Regions from separate parts of the Drosophila melanogaster genome. Here region 2 is linked to region 1. A link is a contact called in public Hi-C data. All regions are on one chromosome and are shown on one strand. The core of a region is the stretch at or near the end of the contact, and the rest is flanking DNA. Distances in the headings are between cores, read along the strand shown. Region 1 holds the start of tho2 (tho2,). Region 2 holds the start of CG9643.

Region 1 (6,958 bases), core at 2,063-4,562:
GTCGTTGTCATCCTTGTACTGACAGGAAGTGATCCACTGAAGAAGTTTGTCCGCATAGGGCAGAAGATCTTCTCGCTTTCCGTGCTTTAAAATAGCAGCCACTGCAGCCAGTTGGCCGAACTTGACGTTCAACGTGTCCGCTTGGTGCTGCTCCATAATCCAGTCCAGGAAGCGCTCCAGATATAGATCCTTGATGTCACTGCGAATGAAATACTTGGCGGCCAGGAAAGCAGCCATGCTGCTGCATGTGTCGTTGGAGGACACATAAAGCTGGATGAGCTCGAAGATGCGATCCATCTTGGTGTTCTTCGACTGAACATGGTTCACGGGACTGCAATTGGTGGTGGGAGCAGATGTGGAGGTGTCATAGGCATCTAGTCTCGACATGTGAAAGGGATTTAGGACCAGGATAGACATCCACAGGAGCAGTATATAGCGCGTTTCCCACTGTTCGAACTCCTTGGGATTTTGCTGACCCAGCAAATCCAGAACAAACTCCAGATCGCTCAGTTCGTGTGGCATAAACTTTACCAGGACCTTATAGGTGCGCACTTTGCAGATGATGTAGAGATACTTGAAGGCTGCATGAAGCTCTCCAGTGTCTAGATCTGGCTTCCGAATCTTGTGGAGCAGTTTGCCGAGTAACTCCTCCAAATGTGGATCCAAGAGGTGTGGCTGCTCCTGATATCTAGACAAAACCTGGGCGTACTGCTCGAACTCCCTTTCGAAGGTGTTAGCGGCAATGGATTTGATGTTGTCGATCATCTCCAGCACCTGCTGCAGTTCGGTGAAGTGCTCCAGCGTGTTTGCCGGCAGGTCCTCATCCTTGCACTCTTCCACAGAATTCGACATGGCTGCTTGACGATTTTATCGAGTTTTAAACCCACAGCCGGCAACAAAATCAATTCGTTTGTGAATCATTTGTTTTACTGCCAGGGTTGCAACCCCAATGAAAGTATGCTGGTATGACACCACGAACTGACTCGTCTCTTTCTTACTGTTTTTCGACCAAAAGGGTCTTTATCTAATTCTTTATCTTTAAACTAACATTTTTTTTTGGAATCAAATGCAGTTATTGTACATTGTGCTCTTTAAACGTTTGTAATAAATCCTACTAAATAAGTTCATCTAGTGTCATAGTGCCTTTGGTGTGGCCGTTTTGCATGCACCTGGTAATACCGTTAAGCAGCTGTTCGACCAGAGCTGCCAGGCGCAATTAATCATTTATTTGTAGTGGCAAGCGAAACTGCGAGATTTAGCAAGAGCAAGATTTTGTATATTCCACCAAAACGCAGCAAAGCAAGCCCGAATTTGGGATATTAAAAGTGTTACCGTCGGGTCGAAACCGCTCACACATTCGTCGAGTTTGCTGTGAGCGCGGTCATTGCTGTGAAAATTGCGTTGAAAATTCGGGATCCGCAAGTTTCGGAGCATTGCATTTGTGGACAAACCGCAATTTCTGGTCCACTGCGCCATGAAATCAGATAACTACCGTCTCATACAGGAGGTGTCCAAGCGGCGGTGCCTGTGGGACACAAACATGTCCATTTCGTACCGCAACCAGGACGCAGCTCTCCAGTGGGCGAGTGTCGCGCAGATAATGCAGCAGGATGGTGAGTGGCGGATAAACGAGGAGGGTTTTATATGCCTAGGAAACCTATAAATAACACCTGGTCATTTTGCAGTCTCGATCTGCAAGAAACGTTTCAAGGGAATGCGGGACAGCTACCGGGCAGAGGTGCGCAAGATACAGCAGAAACGAATCGAGATGTCCCACTGGCCATACTTTCGCTCACTGGAGTTCATGCGCCAAATCTTCGATCCGGAGGGCCTGGTGCCCTTTCCACCAGAGCCCTTCGTGATGAACACCGAGCAGCCGGAAGTCTTCGAGCCCACCCGACTGGTTGACTTCGCTATCGATTTGGATTTGGACAATGATGACTCTGTTGACTTTGAAATCATCGAGGACATATTTAAGCGGGAGCCGTCAGTGCCCCAGGACTCTGGCTCGGATAAAGGCTCGCTGATCAAGCCTTTGGATTCTTCATCCTCGGGCGCCCATCGTTCCGATCAGGATCTATCGCCCACATTGCCCATACACTTGCCGCGCCACCAACAATTCCTGCCACGTCCACCCCCGCCTTCGAAGAGAGGACGTCGGAGGAAAACTTCGCCGTCTAACGATGTCCCCTTATTGAATGGATACGCCAGCCAGGCGTCAAAGTCTACCACTGAACCCGATCTAAAGAACGATTCGGACTTGAGTTTCTTGATGAGCATGATGCCGCACGTAAAGTCTCTGTCAGCCATTAGCAATCTTAAGTTTCGAATGGAGATGGCGCGCGTTCTGGTGGAACTCAGGGAGGAGGATCAGCACATGCTCGCGGCGGCGGGACCCGAAGACGTTCTAGAGCGCAGCATGCCCAAACTAACACCAGCCCCGAATTCCAGTTTTGCCACTCAGCTGGAGAAATCCCAGTACCATCTATCCAATTCCAGCTACCAAATCAGTAGCCGAAAAACACCAACTTCGTTTGACTATGTCGACAGCTCCATGGTTGAGTGCGATGTCAAGATAGAGAATGAGCCTCTGCTATGAAGACTTCATACCAAATTTTTACGATTTTACATTCACCAATAATTCTCTAAGGAGTATTCCTTTCATATTGTTACAAGTCTTAGATGAAACCCTACTCATACATGAGTAGTTGTTTGGCAAAATGCCTATCATAAGACCATTATCCACACGCTGAATTGCTTGTAAAATATTGATTTGTATTGTCCAATAATTTAACCATTTTGACTCCGGGTATGCCATTCGCGGGCTGTTTTAAAGCAATTTACACGAAATGGAATATACAAACAAAATAACAGCTGATGCTGATTAAATTTTAAGGTTTAGCTTATCATTGGGATGTCATCTGGAAGGAATTTTAATGGATTTGAATTGATTTAAGATTCTGTTTTCGAATAGACACGTAATAAATATGTGCATACGATTTAAAAAAGGTCCAATGATTTTAAGGTGAGATAATCCTAAAATCGATTCGGTTTCATTTCCCGATGTTCCACTACGAAATGTCAACCATAAATAAAACAAATAAAAGAGGCAACTTGGTCGAAAACAATCTCAGTTCAATTGTAATGAAAATTGACGTCCGGTGCATAATTTATATATAATAATATATATCTATATATATATAAATAATAACAATTCAAGATTATTTGCTAGTTTATGTTCCTTGTCTAACGTTCCAGAAAAAAAGTAACTTGGCATTTGGCAGTCGGACGTTTTCGTTTCGGCGAATGGTATTTAGTTAGGCAGCAGTACGGTCACACTGGCGGAACTAACTAAAAAAAAGTGTGAAAATTTGTCAAATATTTCGACAAGTACAACGATCTAATCGATTCGGGAGCAGAATTCAGCCCCCGCAGCAAAGCGCCCGCGTGTACCACCTGATCCGAGGATGCAGAGATCCACAGACCGGTTGCGCCGGCTGAAAAAGCTGAAGAGCGTTACGGGAGCGCAGGATGGCGTTGGTGGCGGCGATGCGGCGGCGACGGCGGATAATCGGACCTCCGCATCGTCGGACACGAACGGAGCAGCCGCCAGTAGCGGAGCCGGCGGCAATCAGCCAGGCACACTCAATCCGGAGGTCTTCAAGCACTTGGACAAATCCGGACGCAGTGAATTGTACGTGTGTGGTACCACGCTCCGACACCGATGCAAACGCAGCCAGAGATATATGCACACGCGCCCAAACACTCGCACTCGCAGTACAGTGGCTGTCGTCAGTTTGTGTCTTGCTGCTGGATCGACTGTTTGGACTGACTGTTCCTCGTTCCCTAGCTAAATTACACGTTTACTTCTAGCCTGAAGTACCTCAAGCATCAGTTGCAGGATGCGGCGGATACGCCCGTTTACGACAAGAACGGCGTCTTTAAGCAGGGCATCTCCAATGCCATATACCAGCTTCTTTGGCAGACTCTGCGCTTCACTCACAAAAAAGACATAGTACTCCACCTGCTCCTGGAAGTCGTGGTGAGTTGAATTTGTTGTTGTAAAGAAAGATTTATAAGGCATTTACTTCTTAACAATTGTCGCTATATATAACGTTTTCCTATGTTGCAGGCCCTCCATGCGGACTTTCCCAGCCTTATAGTGGACGTGGTTAACATTCTGGACAGCGAAACCTCCCTTATAACCGATGGACTTCAGGAAGAACGACATGCCTTTGTGCAACTTGTTAAAGACTTGGACAGGGTGATTCCAGAAAGTCTTTTGAAAGAACGTTTGGAAATCGATACGTTGCAGGAGGCGGGAATCGTCAAGAACAAGAGCTTTTACTCTAAGTTCATCAAGGTCAAAACCAAGCTATAGTACGTACATATAGTAAAAGCGATTTGAGGTTAATAAAATATATAATCTCTACTTTCCCTTTAAGCTACAAGCAGCGTCGGTTTAACCTTTTCCGCGAGGAGAGTGAAGGGTTTGCCAAGCTTATCACAGAGCTAAACCAGGAGTTCGACGAGAACACCACTCCAGAGAGCATAATGGATATCATAAAATCCCTTATAGGTAAGATAGTTTTGATAGCTATGAGGAAACACAGTCAAACCGACTGCATTAATTGTTAATTGAATTGCAGGCTGCTTCAATCTGGATCCTAATCGTGTGCTGGACATTATTATCGAGTCCTTTGAAACTCGTCCGGATCGATGGAACTTGTTCATACCCCTGCTGCGCAGCTACATGCCCACTGGTGCCATTATTTGCGAAGTCCTCGGCTACAAGTTCTGCCACTTTAAGGACTCCCGCACTCCCCGCTCGTTATATCATGTATGTGCTCTTTTGCTTAAGCATGGCGTCATTGCTCTGAACGATGTATACGTGTGGTTGACTCCAAACGATGGGAGCATTAAGGCGGACTGGGAGGAAGACCTGGCTGATGCCAGGGAAATGGTCCGCAAGCTGAACCTTATACAAACCAATAAGAAGGAAGACGAAAAGGATCCACCACCGCCGCCTTCAGTTAAGAAGTTCAATGAGGTAGATTTAATAAACGTTTTTTGAGGGATTCTACTAACGATATCGTTTTATTCGCAGGAAAAATACAATGCAAACCAAAAATTTGGCCTCTGCGAAGCTTTGCTTAAAGTTGGCGACTGGGAGAATGCGTACAAGATCATCCAGAAGCTTCCCGAGCAGGCGGTTGTATTGCAGGAACCCATTGCCCGTGCCATTGCCGATCTGATTCACCTGTCCGTGGAGAATATTTATTACAAAAAGTGTTTTAAGGCTCCCGCAGGACGTAGGCCGAGCCGCAATCGCCTGTATGAGGATTCCAAGTTGGTGGCCAAGATGCAGGCAAAGGAATTCGGCGACTTAAGGAAGTACACCTGGCCGATGGCTAACGTGTTGGGACCTGCCATGCACTACGACACTGTGCTGATGTACAAACTAATCCGTATTATGCGGAAACTAGTTGTCGATATGGGCGTGGACAGCCTAAATGGACCTCCGCCGAATTCGGAAGCAGAGCAGCACTACTATGACATTATGAGCTCGCTGGACGCCTGCATTCTACCCTCCCTTCTATACTTGGACAACAACTGTTCCATGTCCGAAGAGATCTGGGCTGTGCTTAAATATTTCCCGTATCATTTTCGCTACAGTTTGTATGCGCGTTGGAAGAACGACAGCTATCAGCTGCATCCCAATTTGATCAGGAGATGTGGATTGGCACAACGGGATATTAAGGCCCTAATGAAGCGCGTGAGCAAGGAGAACGTCAAGCAGCTGGGACGACTGGTAGGAAAGTATAGCCATTGTGCGCCAGGACTGCTTTTCGACTATGTGAGTTTCATCTAGGTACTATTCCAAAACAGTTTATTCATTTCCATTACTATTTCAACAGATTCTCTTGCAAATTCAAATCTATGATAATCTAATTGGTCCGGTCTGCGACCTGCTCAAGTATCTTACTGCCTTATCCTTTGACTGTTTGGGATACTGCATCATCGAGTCGTTGACGTTAACAGGTCGTCTCAGGTTCAAGGATGACGGCACTTCGTTATCCTTGTGGCTGCAAAGTCTTGCCTCCTTCTGCGGCACCATATACAAGAAGTACAGCATTGAGCTAAGTGGTCTGCTTCAGTATGTGGCCAATCAGTTAAAGTCGCAGAAGAGCCTGGACTTACTGATTCTGAGGGAGATCGTGCATAAGATGGCAGGCGTGGAGTCCTGCGAGGAGATGACTAATGATCAGTTGCAAGCCATGTGTGGTGGTGAGCAGCTCAGGGGAGAGGTAATTATCCAAGTCACTGCAATATTGTTCTGTTAATTGAGTGTATTTGTCGCTATAGGCTGGCTACTTTAGTCAAGTGAGGAATACGAAAAAGTCCTCTAATCGCCTAAAGGAGGCATTGGCCAATAACGATCTTGCCGTGGCTATTTGCCTTTTGATGGCTCAACAGAAACACTGCGTCATTTATCGTGAGACGGCGGCACACAGCCATTTGAAGTTAGTGGGAAATCTGTATGATCAGTGCCAAGACACACTCGTCCAGTTTGGTACGTTCCTAGGCTCCACCTATTCTGTGGATGAGTATGTGGAGCGGTTGCCCTCGATTATAACCATGCTTCGAGAGTACCACATAAACACGGATGTGGCCTTCTTCTTGGCTAGGCCCATGTTTACTCATCAGATCAATGTAAGTTCGAGCAAACCATTCTGCAAAATATTACAAAAAGGTTAACCGAATCCCTCTTACAGCAAAAATATGATCAATTGCGCAAGGATGACCCTAACGCCAAGAAGCTCACCACGACGCAAAAGCTCCAGAAGTATTTGGAAGCTACGCAGCTGATCATGAACCCTATTGTAGAGTCTGTTCGTCCACTGCACAGCTCCAAGGTGTGGGAGGACATTAGTCCGCAGTTCCTGGTAACTTTTTG
Region 2 (6,475 bases), core at 2,483-4,982, 830 kb before region 1:
ATGGACACTACAGGACGCACTGTTCTGGATAAGAGCGGCAACGGGCACTCGTCTAACTCGAATCCGTTCAACAAGGACGATCTTTCTGCTATCCTGAAGTTTGGTGCAGAGGAGCTGTTCAAGGACGAACAGGAGCATGACGACGACTTGGTTTGTGACATTGATGAAATTCTGCGCAGGGCGGAGACCCGCAACGAAGATCCGGAAATGCCAGCAGACGACTTGTTGTCCGCCTTCAAAGTGGCCAGCATAGCTGCTTTCGAAGAGGAACCGAGCGATTCGGTTAGCAAGCAAGACCAAAATGCCGCCGGCGAGGAGGATGACAGTAAGGACTGGGACGACATCATTCCGGAAGGCTTCCGTAAAGCAATCGACGATCAGGAGCGAGCAAAAGAGATGGAAGATCTCTACTTGCCACCCCGGAGGAAAACTGCCGCTAACCAAAACGAAGGGAAGCGTGGAGCTGGCAAGGGGGGCAAGGGGAAACAGCAGGCAGACGACTCCGGTGGCGACTCGGATTACGAGCTGGGCTCCGACGGCAGTGGTGACGATGGACGACCTCGCAAGCGCGGGCGGCCGACCATGAAGGAGAAGATCACCGGATTCACTGATGCGGAGTTGCGTCGCTTCATTCGCAGTTACAAAAAGTTTCCCGCTCCTCTCCACCGCATGGAGGCCATCGCATGTGATGCTGAGCTGCAGGAAAAGCCACTGGCGGAACTGAAGCGCCTCGGAGAGATGCTGCATGACCGCTGCGTTCAGTTCCTGCACGAGCACAAGGAGGAAGAGAGTAAGACTGCGGCGACGGATGAGACGCCGGGCGCCAAGCAGCGCCGCGCACGCGCCACCTTCTCCGTTAAGCTGGGTGGCGTCTCCTTTAATGCCAAAAAGCTGCTGGCCTGCGAACAGGAGCTTCAGCCGCTCAACGAGATCATGCCCAGCATGCCCGAAGAGCGCCAGCAATGGAGCTTCAATATCAAGACACGCGCCCCGGTCTTCGACGTGGATTGGGGCATCGAGGAGGACACGAAGCTACTGTGCGGCATTTACCAGTACGGCATTGGATCCTGGGAGCAGATGAAGCTAGACCCCACGCTCAAACTGACCGACAAGATTTTGCTTAACGATACGCGCAAGCCCCAGGCCAAGCAGCTGCAGACGCGTGCCGAGTACCTGCTCAAGATCATCAAGAAGAACGTGGAGCTGACCAAGGGAGGACAACGCCGACAACGGCGCCCCAGAGCATCGCGAGCTAACGATGCCAAGGCGGCAAGCCAGTCTGCTAGTTCGACCATCGATGCTAAGCCGCACGATGGCGAGGACGCTGCTGGCGACGCACGCACCGTCGCCGAAAGCAGTAACAGTCAAGTAGATCCATCTACCGCGTCGCCGCACAATGCTCCAGCTACGGAACAGCACGGTGACCCTGCGAAGAAAGCCAAAAAATCCAAGGCTCGTTCGAAGAAAACCAGCGCCTCGGACAACAACGGCAACAAGCCGATGCACTTTACGGCGAACAATGAACCTAGGGCTTTGGAGGTCCTGGGTGACCTAGATCCCAGCATTTTTAACGAGTGCAAAGAAAAAATGCGGCCGGTGAAGAAGGCCCTCAAGGCGCTGGACCAGCCGGATGTCAGTCTTTCCGACCAGGATCAGCTGCAGCACACGAGGGATTGCCTGCTTCAAATTGGCAAGCAGATCGATGTTTGCCTCAATCCCTACGCCGAGACAGAGAAAAAGGAATGGCGCAGTAACCTTTGGTACTTTGTGTCGAAATTCACTGAGCTGGATGCCAAGCGCCTATTCAAGATTTACAAACACGCACTCAAGCAGAAAGCGGGCGGCGATGGCGAGGCGAAGGGAAAAGACAAGGGCTCGTCAGGAAGTCCGGCCAAGTCTAAACCCAACGGTGTGACTACTGAAGAAAAAGAAAAGGAGCGCGACAGGAGTGGGGGCAAAAAGAAGAAAAAGGACAAGGACAAGGAACGCAGTGGACAGGCGCGGTATCCGGAAACGGGTATACCCACCTCCGGTCGTTACGCTGACCCTCCCCTAAAGCGTAAGCGGGATGAGAACGACGCTGATGCAAGCAGCGGACTAGCAGGTGCCCCCGGCGGAGGCATCGGCGACAACCTCAAGTCCATGTCCTTCAAACGGCTGAACATGGACCGTCACGAGGACCGTAAGAAGCACCATCGCGGTCCCGACTACTACGGTGGCAGTGGCCCACCCATGGGAAGTGGTAGCTACGAAGGCGGCAGCAATTCCCGGCGCCAGGGCCCCACCTCCCCATCTACACCCCGTACTGGCCGGGGCGGCTATGATCCACCGCCCGCGCCATCCGGCTACACGCCGGAAATGGAGCGATGGCAATCCCGCGATAGGTAATGATCGAAACGGGCTTTGTTCCTGCAAGTGGATTTCTAATATGCTTTACTTTTGCAGATACAGCCAGGATTACAAACGGGATCGCTACGATGGATATGGGCGCAGTGGGGGAGGTCAAGGCAGCTATCATCGCGAACGCGACCGTCGTCCCGAGAAGCGCAGGTAATTAATCGCTCAGGCTTACATCCTTTTCCTAAATTTGTTTTATCTAACATTGTGTATCATTTGACTCATTTCGTGGTCCTTCATTTCAGATATCCGTCTGGCTTGCCACCGCATCCTTACTCAAGCCACTACCTGCCGCCCAATTACTATGGATTGCCTAATGGAGCCGTTCCGGGCCTACCGCCACCGTCGTCTGTCTACCGCAGTGACCCACGCGGATATCCGGTCATGCCGCGAGACTATCCTGCCGACTACAGACGCAGCGACTACGAGCGGCGCACGCAGACCTGAGGAGTCAGCTCTGGGGGCCGACTGTCGATTGTACATAAAACACTTAGACTTAAGCCCGGCTGGCGGGCCATCGTGTCCTGGCCAGCCACTCGACACAGTAAAACCAACCCGCATACAGTACGTTAAGCGTAGCTCCATACACCTGTACAAGTAATTCCTAGCAGCTAACTATACTTCTATAAATGACTATACATCCGATCGCACAGAGGGCCGGCATTGCATCATCCAGGGTTTAGTGGCAATACCTGCAACCTAATCTTAGACTTTCCGTGTATAAATCGTAGCGTAGGCTTTAACTCGTCCTTCATCATTGCGGAACATCGTTTTTATACTGGCCAACTGCACGGAAGATGCGGCTGGCTGCGAATGCATGCTGTGTGGTTTATTAGGTGGCCCACGGTGCGAACCAGTCGTTCAAAAGCTTTTAAACCAACAACAAATTCTCACTATATTTAAACACTATCATCATATGATTGTAAGCACGAAAGCAATGGGTCCCTTGAAGATTCGTATTACGGTTATTAAAGCAAGCAGCAGACTAATCATTTGTTTAATGTCTCCATTGCATTCGAACTTTTATAAGACGTTTAAAAATAAAAAAAATCAGTGAATGATCCAGAGAATTGTAATCTAGTTAAAATTAATTATACATAAATATTTAAATTACGTTGTAGTGTCTGAGAAATCTATTATATATATATATATATATATATCAATAAATTATAAAATATATAAATTGAACCCTATGTGTTATCATAATTCTAAAAAGCATCCCCCTATATTTAAATTGTTTACAGAATAAAATTCCCCAAATTCAGATTTTTCTCGTTCCATTTTCGAAACCAACCTTACGGCGCTATCTTGACCCGACGCACATGCATCTGCGGCTCAGCTGTTTCGAACTTCGAAAACATTTGCCTCCGCGTTTGATTTGATTGCTGCGGATTAATTACAAAATAACCACGAAATAATGGATAGCGAGCTGAACGGATCGGAACTTGGCACCAAGGAATTTTGGGAGTCCAGCTACAACCGGGAGATACGAAACTACAAGAGCCACGGCGACGTGGGCGAGATCTGGTTTGACGAAAGTGCCCAATGGCGAACGATCGACTGGCTGCTTAACGAGGAGAAGATCGACAAGGAGGCGAGTCGAGTGCTGGACCTGGGCTGCGGCAATGGCATGTTCCTAGTGGGCCTGGCAAATGAAGGCTTCACCGGAGACCTGACCGGCGTGGACTACTCTCCCAAAGCCGTCGAGCTGGCGCAAAACATTGCGGAGGATAACAAGCTGAGCATCACATACAAGGTGGCGGACTTAACCCAGCCGCAGAACGAGCTGGGCCAATTTGACGTGGTGCACGACAAGGGAACCTACGATGCAGTCAGTCTTTGTCCGGATAATGCCAAGGAGAAACGTGCTCTCTACCTGGACACGGTGGAAAAGTTGCTGCGAACTGCTGACAGCCTGTTTGTAATCACGTCGTGCAATTGGACCGAGGACGAGCTGGTGGATAGCTTTGCCGAGAAGTTTGTCAAGTACTATACCATTCCCACGCCGACCTTTAAGTTTGGCGGCAAGGTGGGCAATGTGGTAACCTCAATTGTTTTCAAAAGGAAAAAGGAATAAACATGTTGTATCTCAAAGTGAATAACTTTTTTCTCCGGGAAAGCTGGTTGGACTGGACACTTTTATACAAATATACTTATTATAAAAATATTTATAATAACACATTAAAAATCAATTATTAAAATCCTACATTATAAAAAATATAATAATCCATTACATTTTAAAATGAAGTTCATGCTGGAATAGAATTTGTTAGATTGCGCTCTTTTTTCGACAAACAGGAGAGCCAAGTGGCACCACTTGCTGGAATGGAATGGCCTGCTCCTCGGCGAAGGCCAGGAAATCAATGCCGTAATGCTGTATCAGTTTTGTGGTCATGACTACATCAGCCTCTGCCTGGTGAGCACTAAGTGCTGGTATCTTAAATATTCTCGTGTAGAGACTTTCCAAATTATAAACTCCGCGGGGGGGATAGCGTTTGTTCTCGGCACACTTGCATCCACTGAACAGCTGGCGTCGTGACCTAAACTCATCGGGTTTCCGCTTGGGAGGGGTCTGCTCCTCCAAGTCATCCTCATCGCCGTCGCGTAATAACTTACGCTTGGCGAATGCCTCTGTAGGCTTTAAAATTGGACGATTTGGAGTGGTTTCGTTTCTGGTTCGCCAATCGATGTTCACGACCGCTTCTGGCTCCTTGAGGCAAGTTTCAGTATTCTGTTTGGGTTTCAGCTCCGGAATGATTTCCTGCACATCGTTGGGTACTTTCAACTGACTGGTTTCTTTTTGTTGTGTGTCGTCAATCTCCATGAAGGCGCGCAGTGAGTCAACACAAGTCAGGGATTGGGGAAGCTCTATGTTTAGTTTCTCAAATGCCTGCCTCAGAATGGGAAAATCGAAGCCCCAACCATTGTGAGCCACCAGGCAAACCGGACTCGGCAAGTGCTTTAGAAAACTGACGATGAGTTGCGCGGCATCCGTGTCTAGCTGGGACTCCCGCTCCAGCAAGTAGTTGCTCAGACCTATTGGGTGATAAAATCATTATGTGAATGACTCACGGGTGCATTTTGCAGCTAACCTGTTATTCTCTCCGCTTCCGGGTCCACTACCATGGACGGCTGGAAGAGCACATTCAATTTGTGCAGCACCCGCGGTGCCGCTGGCAGCTCCTGCTGCTCATCCTGGTCCTGCTCCTTCTTTTTCTTCTTAAGGAGCGCGGCTTCAAAGGCGTAAATGCACAACTCCGTAATGCTCACTCGGTTGTTCCTGTAGGCAGGCAAGTTGGTGGTCTCTAGGTCCAGAACGGCAAATGTGGAAATCTTTGGCTGCTCCTCCGCGTGCTCCGCAACTGCATCGTTCGGAGCCATTAAGAGCGCAACTGGTGGCTAAAAGTGCATGTACATAGTATGTACATATATTTCGTTTTATTCAAAATGTTTGAGGACCAACACGGAGTTCTCATTACATTTGCCAACACTACTGTTGCCTTGAAAACATAGAGATGGCACAGTGAACTATCGTGACAAACTTATAAACTCAGTGTGTGCACTAACAGAATTGTTAATTTAAAAAAAAGACGGTTGAAAAATATACCAGATTATTGCCCAATCTAGTCAACTATAATAAATGATTGGCAAGAAAGCGCGCTGGCAATACTAAACTTAAATTTGACACTAGGCTCCCGTGTCACGCAAAGCAGGCCAGGATTTGCTGTCTCTAACTCAGCGGATGAATTACACCTAATTCCTCACTTTTGCAGCAAACGTCGACAAGTGCAGTTAACATTTTGTGTGAGTATTAGAACTAACTAGAATAATTAGAAAATGGAGGCCACCTACCGCCAGGAACGGGAATGGCTCAATGCCCGCGCTCCCATGAATGGCAATAGTTCCGCCAACTATGGCCCTTATCGCGGCTATGACGGCTTTTTCGGCCAATTGGGCCAATCACAGATCCCAAATCAGACCCAAATGGGTCAAACTTTGAACGGCTCTGCCTCCTGGTCGTTCCCCTCCATGTCCTCTGACTACCACCAATCCCCTGCTGCCCCGCAGGCCAACTCTA

The links. Hi-C and Micro-C count contacts between places; a contact is called where the count stands out from the background.
Region 2: a Hi-C map of the S2 cell line shows a contact between it and region 1, with 5 times the contacts expected there. The contact joins the promoter of CG9643 here to the promoter of tho2 in region 1. A contact is called at or near these places in 33 of 107 Hi-C or Micro-C datasets (the D17-c3 cell line, the Kc167 cell line, the ML-DmBG3-c2 cell line and 13 more).

What each region holds. Positions count from the first base shown.
Region 1 is chr2L:2,141,541-2,148,498 of dm6, reverse strand. It overlaps tho2 (tho2,), which reads left to right and starts at 3,312. Exons shown (of 15, transcript NM_164454.2): 1 at 3,312-3,694; 2 at 3,874-4,042; 3 at 4,133-4,380; 4 at 4,446-4,579; 5 at 4,650-5,050; 6 at 5,108-5,857; 7 at 5,919-6,308; 8 at 6,367-6,714; 9 at 6,777-6,958. The coding sequence starts at 3,468. It overlaps CG11723, which reads left to right and starts at 1,224. Exons shown (of 2, transcript NM_001272977.1): 1 at 1,224-1,613; 2 at 1,686-3,202. The coding sequence starts at 1,475. The coding sequence ends at 2,599. Tbcd (Tubulin-binding cofactor D) reads right to left here and starts at 981. Exons shown (of 5, transcript NM_134804.4): 1 at 1-981. The coding sequence starts at 852.
Region 2 is chr2L:2,976,545-2,983,019 of dm6, reverse strand. It overlaps CG9643, which reads left to right and starts at 3,732. Exons shown (of 1, transcript NM_001298643.1): 1 at 3,732-4,609. The coding sequence starts at 3,815. The coding sequence ends at 4,474. CG3165 reads right to left here and starts at 5,898. Exons shown (of 2, transcript NM_134888.4): 1 at 5,490-5,898; 2 at 4,520-5,433. The coding sequence starts at 5,778. The coding sequence ends at 4,667. It overlaps Chd1 (Chromodomain-helicase-DNA-binding protein 1), which reads left to right. Exons shown (of 7, transcript NM_001273046.1): 5 at 1-2,384; 6 at 2,452-2,550; 7 at 2,643-3,458. The coding sequence ends at 2,844. It overlaps CG9641, which reads left to right and starts at 6,158. Exons shown (of 3, transcript NM_164518.3): 1 at 6,158-6,201; 2 at 6,466-6,475.